2 separate regions of the Gasterosteus aculeatus genome follow, and region 1 is linked to region 2. Evidence: chromatin contacts called from public Hi-C data. All regions are on one chromosome and are shown on one strand. Each heading gives the region's core, a stretch centred on a gene start, on an enhancer-like site or on the middle of the called end of the contact. The rest is flanking DNA. Distances are from core to core; before and after follow the strand shown.

What was found. Hi-C and Micro-C count contacts between places; a contact is called where the count stands out from the background.
Region 1: a contact with region 2 is called in a Hi-C map of whole body, with 2.5 times the contacts expected there. The contact joins the enhancer-like site here to the promoter of ccnd1 in region 2. A contact is called at or near these places in 2 of 6 Hi-C or Micro-C datasets (tail fin and whole body).

What each region holds. Positions count from the first base shown.
Region 1 is chr12:1,056,034-1,059,873 of fGasAcu3.hap1.1, forward strand. No RefSeq gene overlaps it. Among protein-coding and RNA genes, the nearest start is that of LOC144385325, 7.7 kb to the left of the region's middle. Within about 2 kb of position 2,533, at least 5 of the 9 cell types and tissues checked have open chromatin away from gene starts, as enhancers often do.
Region 2 is chr12:989,752-993,559 of fGasAcu3.hap1.1, forward strand. ccnd1 (cyclin D1) reads right to left here and starts at 2,151. Exons shown (of 6, transcript XR_013451557.1): 1 at 1,793-2,151; 2 at 310-525. It overlaps LOC144385324, which reads left to right. Exons shown (of 1, transcript XM_078085398.1): 1 at 1-2,130.

The DNA of each region.
Region 1 (3,840 bases), core at 1,283-3,782, 67 kb after region 2:
AATGTTTTCAATTTATTTGTGCCCCCAAAGAATAAGAAAGGAAGAATTCAAACTTCTGTTTAGTCAAGTCAGTTTTGCATGACAGAGGAGGAGTCGTCATTTTTATCACAAGGCCCAGGGACTTTTAGAATCCGTACTACATACTACATGCTAGGACCTTTGACCATTGCTTCAGGTAATGAACGACTCCCCAGAAACCTGTTAAGGGGAAAACATGTTGGAGACGTGTGGAGGAGTATTAGAGGAGCGATTACCTATCCACGACTGACAGACATGCAAAAGTTGTTCATCAGAATAAGGTCACAAGAGACAGTCCAAATGGTTATTATACCCCAGGTATGTGATCCTTACTCATTATTGAACCACAATAGTTGAGCTCTAATTATTCAGTTAAGCAGGTTCTCTCTGCAGTCTACTCTGCTCTGCTTGGTCAGTGGCCCTCAGCTTCAAACTATCACAGTCTCGCATCACTAGTAGACGTGTTGAAGGAATGACGTGACTAGCGAGTGAAAAAGGAGTCTGCTGACATACATACTGTCAGGATCCCACCAGCTTCACTCACTCCTCCCACTCGTTCACAGTCCCCTGAATTCTAATCATCGTCACCGGCACCTCATCAGTTCACCTCCCTTTATATCTGGCTCCTCTTCACACACTCAGTGTCTGGTCTCGTCTCTACAGGACACCACAGACTCCAAGCTACGTTCCTGAAACCCTACGGGCTGATCCAAGGGACTCTCCTCCAGTCCGTAACCTGGAACTCGGACTACCCTCCTGTTGGTTCCATCCTGATCATCTGGCTGCCTATTCCTCATATCTCCGTCTGCTTCCATTATCGTGTCAATAAACTATTGAACTCACCTCACGGCTGTCTCCTGTCCCCCATTCGTGATACATACTACATATACCGTTACATTACATTACATGTCATTTAGCTGACGCTTTTATTCAAAGCGACTTACAATAAGAGCATTCAACCATAAAGATACAAACTGAGCAAGAAAGTGCAATTTCATCAAATAAGCCGATCTACAACTTGCTGTAGATAAGAACCATTATAAGTACAATGTAAGTGCTACAGTTAGTTAGTGTGTTAGTGGAGGTAGAGTCTGAAGAGGTGTGTCTTTAGTCTGAAGATGTGAAGGCTCTCTGTGGTCCTGATGTCTTCAGAGACCTCCTTCCACCATTTAGGAGCAGAACAGCAAAGAGTGGAGATCTAGTGGCGCATAGGACATGAACATCCCTCCTTTGCTCTGCTTTTCATGTCATGTCTTCTCGTCCATGCTCTCCTCTCCTCAGCTGTCTTCTCTTCTCCTTTTCTCCTCTCCTCTGAGGGTTTAGTGCTGATGTAGCATGCTGTGAAGGTGAGGTATTAGTAGTGGTTCAAATGACCGAATCCCATACGGGTAATTTATTATTTGGCATATGCAGCTTTAAACCCCATTATATCATTCCTGGGTTAACATCTTGCTTAGGATGTGGGAGTTTTGATTAAGGCATATTTATATTGATGCTTGGATTACACAGAGGAAAGCTAAATATTTCAACTAAGGACATGGTGTGACATGGTGACTGACTGACAGGTGACAATAATGTCATGTTAATGACACGGCTGTATTGGGCCGGCCGATTATGCTTCTCCCAGAGCAAATTCATCTGAATGTGGGGTTTGGTTTATTGATATTCTTCAACTGCTAAACTGATCTGTGTTACGGGGGGGCTTTGTCTTTTTTAGACCTAAAAAATAGTATTTATTTTATTAAATTTGGTGGAGCACCTTTTAGTAAATACTTCAGCAGAGGTGTGGACCCCCCCCCCCCCCCCCCCGCCACACACACATGTGTTTGATTCATTGGTGCGTAACGCCATGGTATGTGTGGACTGTTGTTTCTGCTCCAGTCAAAGAGAAAATAAACAAAACCCCACTCTTCACTCTTCTTAAGCAAACATCCATCTCTGTTGAGCAAGGAGAGTCCCGCCCTCGTATGAGAGTATACGACTAACATGTTTCAGGTGCGGTCGATCGATGCGTCGATCATTTCTACCTGTAGGGCAGCGCTGCACGCAGAGCAGAAGGCTTCAGCGGAATCTTGTTTGTTTTTCTTTCTAAAGAATGTTGTCCCTCTCCCGGCTTAATCCGCCGGGTCACTCACGCAAAGGCTTTATATCTGGACTGTGTTGTGTTGATAAGTGCAGCGGCTTTTCAAAGCGTTTCTGTAGCCCGTCTACAGCTCTATCGTTCTGGGTTTGCTCTGTTTGGACAAGGTCAGGTGACAGCCTCTGCCAGATATTTCTGAATGAACCGTGTGTGTGGCTGTGTGTACTCGCGCAGACACGTGCATGGAGGGCCGTCCATTCATACATTCCATCCTCCCACAGTAACCTGAGCCGACCATGGGGGTGGGGTGGGGGCGCGAAGGGAGGGGGAGGGGGTGGGGGGTTTGCTGGAGTCTTGTCTTCTTCTGTAGCCAATAGTCAATCTCATCCATTTCTCTGACTTATCCATTCCTTCATTCCCCAGAAGCAGCGGATAGTTTCACAAAAGTGAGGTCTTGATTCTAATTACTGACTGATTGGTATTGCTAACATTATACTACATATATAATACTACAGATGTTGACAAATAAATGACAGTCCTCTATAACAATGACAAACTCTTGAGAGTCCACACAAATCTTGACTGAAGTTGTGAGTAAAAAGATGGTTCAAGCAGAAAAGGAATGGATGTATATTGTTTTCTTCTATCCATCACTGTGTCTTCTGTCGTGTTGTATAGAGACTACTGGGGTGGCAAGACAACACAGGACATAATGCGGGAACACACACGCACACACACTGCAGAGCAGCCCCGGTCTTTGGTTCCCCTCCCCTGTGTCTGGATGCAGCCCTCCTCCGTCCTGTGACCTACAGGCATTTAACCTCTGACCTGCAGGGCCAATATTAACTCTTGTGTGATTGTTCCAGGGCAGCCGACTTCCCCTGGCCCAGGCCCTGAGAACATTCCTGGGCTCTGTCGCTAGGAGAGCCTAGCTGTCACACTGCTGACCTCCTCTATGTCCAGGGTTACCCTTGATCTTCTATACACACACACAGGAACTCACATGTACAAAAGGACTCACACACACGCACACACATATACACACTCAGGAGCCCCTCCACCTCCTGCCCCCCATACCAGAGGTCCTAGAGGGGGCTGCTGGCCTGTCTCGGGGCTGAAGGCCACCCAGTCCGTCTGCTAGCTGACAGTATGTGTTCACTCCGCTAACACACAACACCTGCATTCATCAATAACTGCTGCTATTGGTGGCTGCTTGGCGGATTGAGACGTTAACCATCGGTGAGTGTGTTTACGCATTAGCACCCTTGTTCGGAGTCTTTTCCTGATTGGCTTTATATGTATATATATATATACACATGGAACATGAGAAAGCTGTCGATTAGGTTGCAAAAGTATCCGCCTCTCTGTCTTTACCCATGAAGACAAGTCTTAATTCCTCAATAAATACTTTTTCATTTGCCAACCTGATTCTCTGCTGCATTAAGACACAATATAAAAAAAAACTTAAAGGAACAATAAGACATTTCCTTGGAGGAAAAACATTTGGTTTGTATAACAATGTCTAACCTTAGCGTGAGAAAGATTTAGTAGAACACGTCAAATATCTTCAAATATCTTTTGACTCTGAGGGGAAGCTTGCAGTCAACCGCCATGTATTTATTATACAAAAGAGGCGCACAGTTACACTTTGTTTAACAATTGTTTTTTGTATGAAGACAATACAATTAAAATATGGACTTCGGACCATAGACAGGTGGTTCATCAGCAATCAGTTCAAAACT
Region 2 (3,808 bases), core at 901-3,400:
GTGTCGCTGTGATCGGGCTTTCCCGCAGTCACTGAGACCATTCATGAAATCAGAGAGGCCTCCAAGTCGCCATGGGAAAGTCTCAGGCAGCACACTGCTGCAGCGATGCCATGTTTCTACCTTTTCTCATGTCGCCCACATGATTCAGCACCGATTCTTCACTACAATTTGGATATTTTGTGAAAATGGCGACACGACAAAGCAGAAGAACTGCAAGCACACTTCAGGCCTATTCGTGGTCTCCTGATAGCTGATCATGTAGGCTACTGTATGTGTTATGCAACATCCATGTGTGCAGAACTCAATTACCAGCAGCTCTCCGGGCTGGACCGAGTTGTCCGTGTAGATGCAGAGTTTCTCCGCCGTTAGGGGCACGGTTTCCTTCATCTTGGACGCCAGAAACATGCATGTGGCTCCCAGCAGCTGTAGTCGTGTTTTCCTGGTGGCCTCCACCGATAAAAATCTGTCCAAATAGTTCATAGCCAGCGGAAAAACCTCCTCCTCGCACTTTTGTTCCTCGCAGACCTAGGAGGTGAGAAGAGCACTTAAAGGTTGCTGGAGGAAAATGCCCCCATTCACATGCAGTGTGACGTCCTTTCCCCCACTAAAGTCTCCTTTTGTGTACAGCTGTTTACGTTTAATCATTTGCAAATTAATAAAAAACGGAATTAAACATTTTGTGCATCTAATGTACTAAAATTCAGTGTTTAACTATCGCTCTAAAACGCGATGTAATGCAAACACAATGCACATGTAGCCATAAACATTTAAAATCCAAATGCATTAATTACAAGTGGCTCGCAGCACTGAACACGGTGCGGAATTAGTCAGCAGTCCCTTCTGACGGAGACACCAAGGTGGCGTCTATGCAAGTTTCACTCTGCAATTTCAACTTCGTCATCTTTTCATAAAATATTTATAAATAGTTAAAAATTACCAGGGTGCGTATAATTATCATGTAAATGATCCTCAGCTAAAGCCTGTTCGGATGACGCTGGAATAGGTCGAAATGTGCCACGGATTGATTAAATAAAAAATCATTTGTCAGACTGGGTTTATTCCAAACGCGATACATCGCGTCGGCTCTCCGATGCGCAGTTTCAGAAATTAATATAAAATATAAAGCTACGCACATTTCAATCCAATAGCTCATGTTAATGTTAAGAAACATGCACTCTATCAAACCCGACTGTGTAAATGCATTTAATACTTTCGCAGCTTTAGTAAACGCTTTTTTCCCCCCGAGCGACCTTCGCGGACCGAAGCGACTCGGAGAAGCGAAACAAACTTTTGCCATCGATCGCAGTGGAAGGAGCCGCCGCAGAGCGCGTGAGGCCGCAGGGCGACACGCGCGCGTTTCCGGCCCTTCCAACCGACTTACTGTCATTGCTGCCGACGTTATAGATTTTTAATGACATTAAAATCATTCTCTTATACGACAACAAAGATGGCGCGTAATGCTGGCACGGGCCGGACTGCATACGTGTACATTGCTGTTATTTTGGAATATTTTCCACGTGTAATTACATTTCAGAATCTTCTGGAAAACGTAACCTAACACACAACGACGAACAGAAAGGTGTAACTTCTAACGCGTGTGCAGCCCGTGGTCCATATGTGCGGTGGTGGGCGAAGGACCACCCAGCACTCCCGGATCCACGCTGCTCCTTTATGTAACGTGCGCGCTGAATTAAGACGCTTTGGGCCGAAGAGCCGCGACCACCTTTAAACTAACGCGACGCCGCCGCACTCGGGCACTAAAGTCGAAAGTTCAAGTGAAATAAGAACCAACCTCTAACATCCAGGTAGCCACTATTTTCCTCATTTTGGGCACAATTTCTTTCTGGACACACTTCAAGTAGTTTGGCGACGGCAGGTAGTGTTCCTCGGCCTTCAGCATGGTGTGGAGAACTCGGTCGTTGAGCAGGTTGACGTCCATGTAGGCTCTCCTGATGGAGTCCACCTCGCAGCACAGCAGCTGGTCCTCCATGGCGGGCTACTGGTGCCGGTAATGTCGCACGGTGACGCCTCTGCGCGGGCTCTGTGTTACGGGAGGGAGCGGCGGCGGTCCGCGGATCTACGGTCACGGTCTCCTCGCTGCGCTGCGGCCGCTGAGCTCTGCTGCTGCTCCGGTGTGCGCGAGCCCACTGAGGCGCACAGCGAGTCCCTCCGCGAGACAAAACCTGGCGTCGCACGCACGCACATCACGGGCGGGGGGGCGGTGGGGATGACGTCAGCTGTTGTTAGGAGAGGGGGGGGGGGTATCAAAGGAACACGCAGGCTGTCATGGAGTGCGCGAGGAAGAGATTATATTATATACACACATATATATATATATTTATGTGTATATGTATTTATTAATTTCTGTACATATAAAGTAAAGAGAGGGCAGGGACCCCCCCCCCCCCACACACACACACAGTTTTATCGAAGGAGGTGGGAGGTCCGGGGCCGACTCTGGGGGACGTCTGTCGCCGGCGGAGAGGAGCTGTGAGGGGGGGAGGGGGGGTCGGTAGGGGGCGACCGCGGCTCCGCGCGCTGAGCATGAGGTGAGCACATGACACGATAGTGCGGTCCGACTCACACAGGAGCGCTGCTTCAACCACCGGTGCATCCCGACTTTGAAGCCACATGGTGGGGGGCTCTGAAGGGGGGGGCAGGTAAACGTATTACGCTGGATAACATCTGTTAGTAATTCATCACATCAACTGTAAGCGACATTTGCACAATTTAGTTCCACAGCAACACGACCATATAAAACAGGTTTGTGAGTCAACATCTGTACATGAGAACTCCAGTTAGTATTTAACTCATATGTGTGATTTCATTAAATACTAACTGGGCCCTCTGGGGCAAATTTGTAATTTGCCATTTTGGGCTACACAAAATATAAGGAATTGACTTGAGAAGTGTGTGTGTGTGTATGTATGTGTGTGTGCGTGTGTGTGTGTGTGTGTACTGACCATTGCAAAAGTAAATCTGCAGTGTAACAAACTGTGTTGAAGTCAGGTTAGTTTGCTTTGTAAGGCTGAAGTGCCAATAGTAAAGTTTTAAAGACTCTTTCTAACACACACACACACACACAAACGCACACAAACGCACACGCACACACACACGCACACACACACACACGCACACACACACACACACACACACACACACACACACACACACACAAACGGGAGGAGACTGGAGTTTCACCAATGGGAGGAATTGCTGTTACTAGGCAGATGTCGGCCTAACTTTTCACGTGAGGAAAAGTTCAGAAATGGGCAGTTATTAAAAAGTGAATAAAAGTCTTCGGTAATCAATAAAGGGCTCCAACTACTGATCAGCGTATATCTGCTCTGTTGTTCTGAGCGAGGACAGAAGGAGCCATATATTGAATCACGTTTACAGCTTGATACAAAGTACATCAATCCTCACATTTAGTTGTTGAAGTTAAACAGCAGCATTTAGTGTGAAGATGTGAACATTTGAATGTAGTTTCAACGTGAAACAGAGTTTTTAACATTCCTGGAATTCCTCTCTGGGCTATTGGTGGACTACCGTAATGTCTGCAGAGGGCTGCACCTCTGTGGACGGAGGCTGGAGTCTCAGCAGAACTTCTTATCGTTATTATAAGGGATCCAAAAACATGTCTTCACTATGCATTATCATCTGTAAGCGAAATGCTGCCTTTTCCAAACTTATATTTAGAAAATGGTTCATTTAAATGTACACGATCAAACACTCTTTACATTCTAAAACATTTGTTTAGTTTTGTGACTTCTTTACAAAGGACTTCGCATCAATACGAATAAAAGGG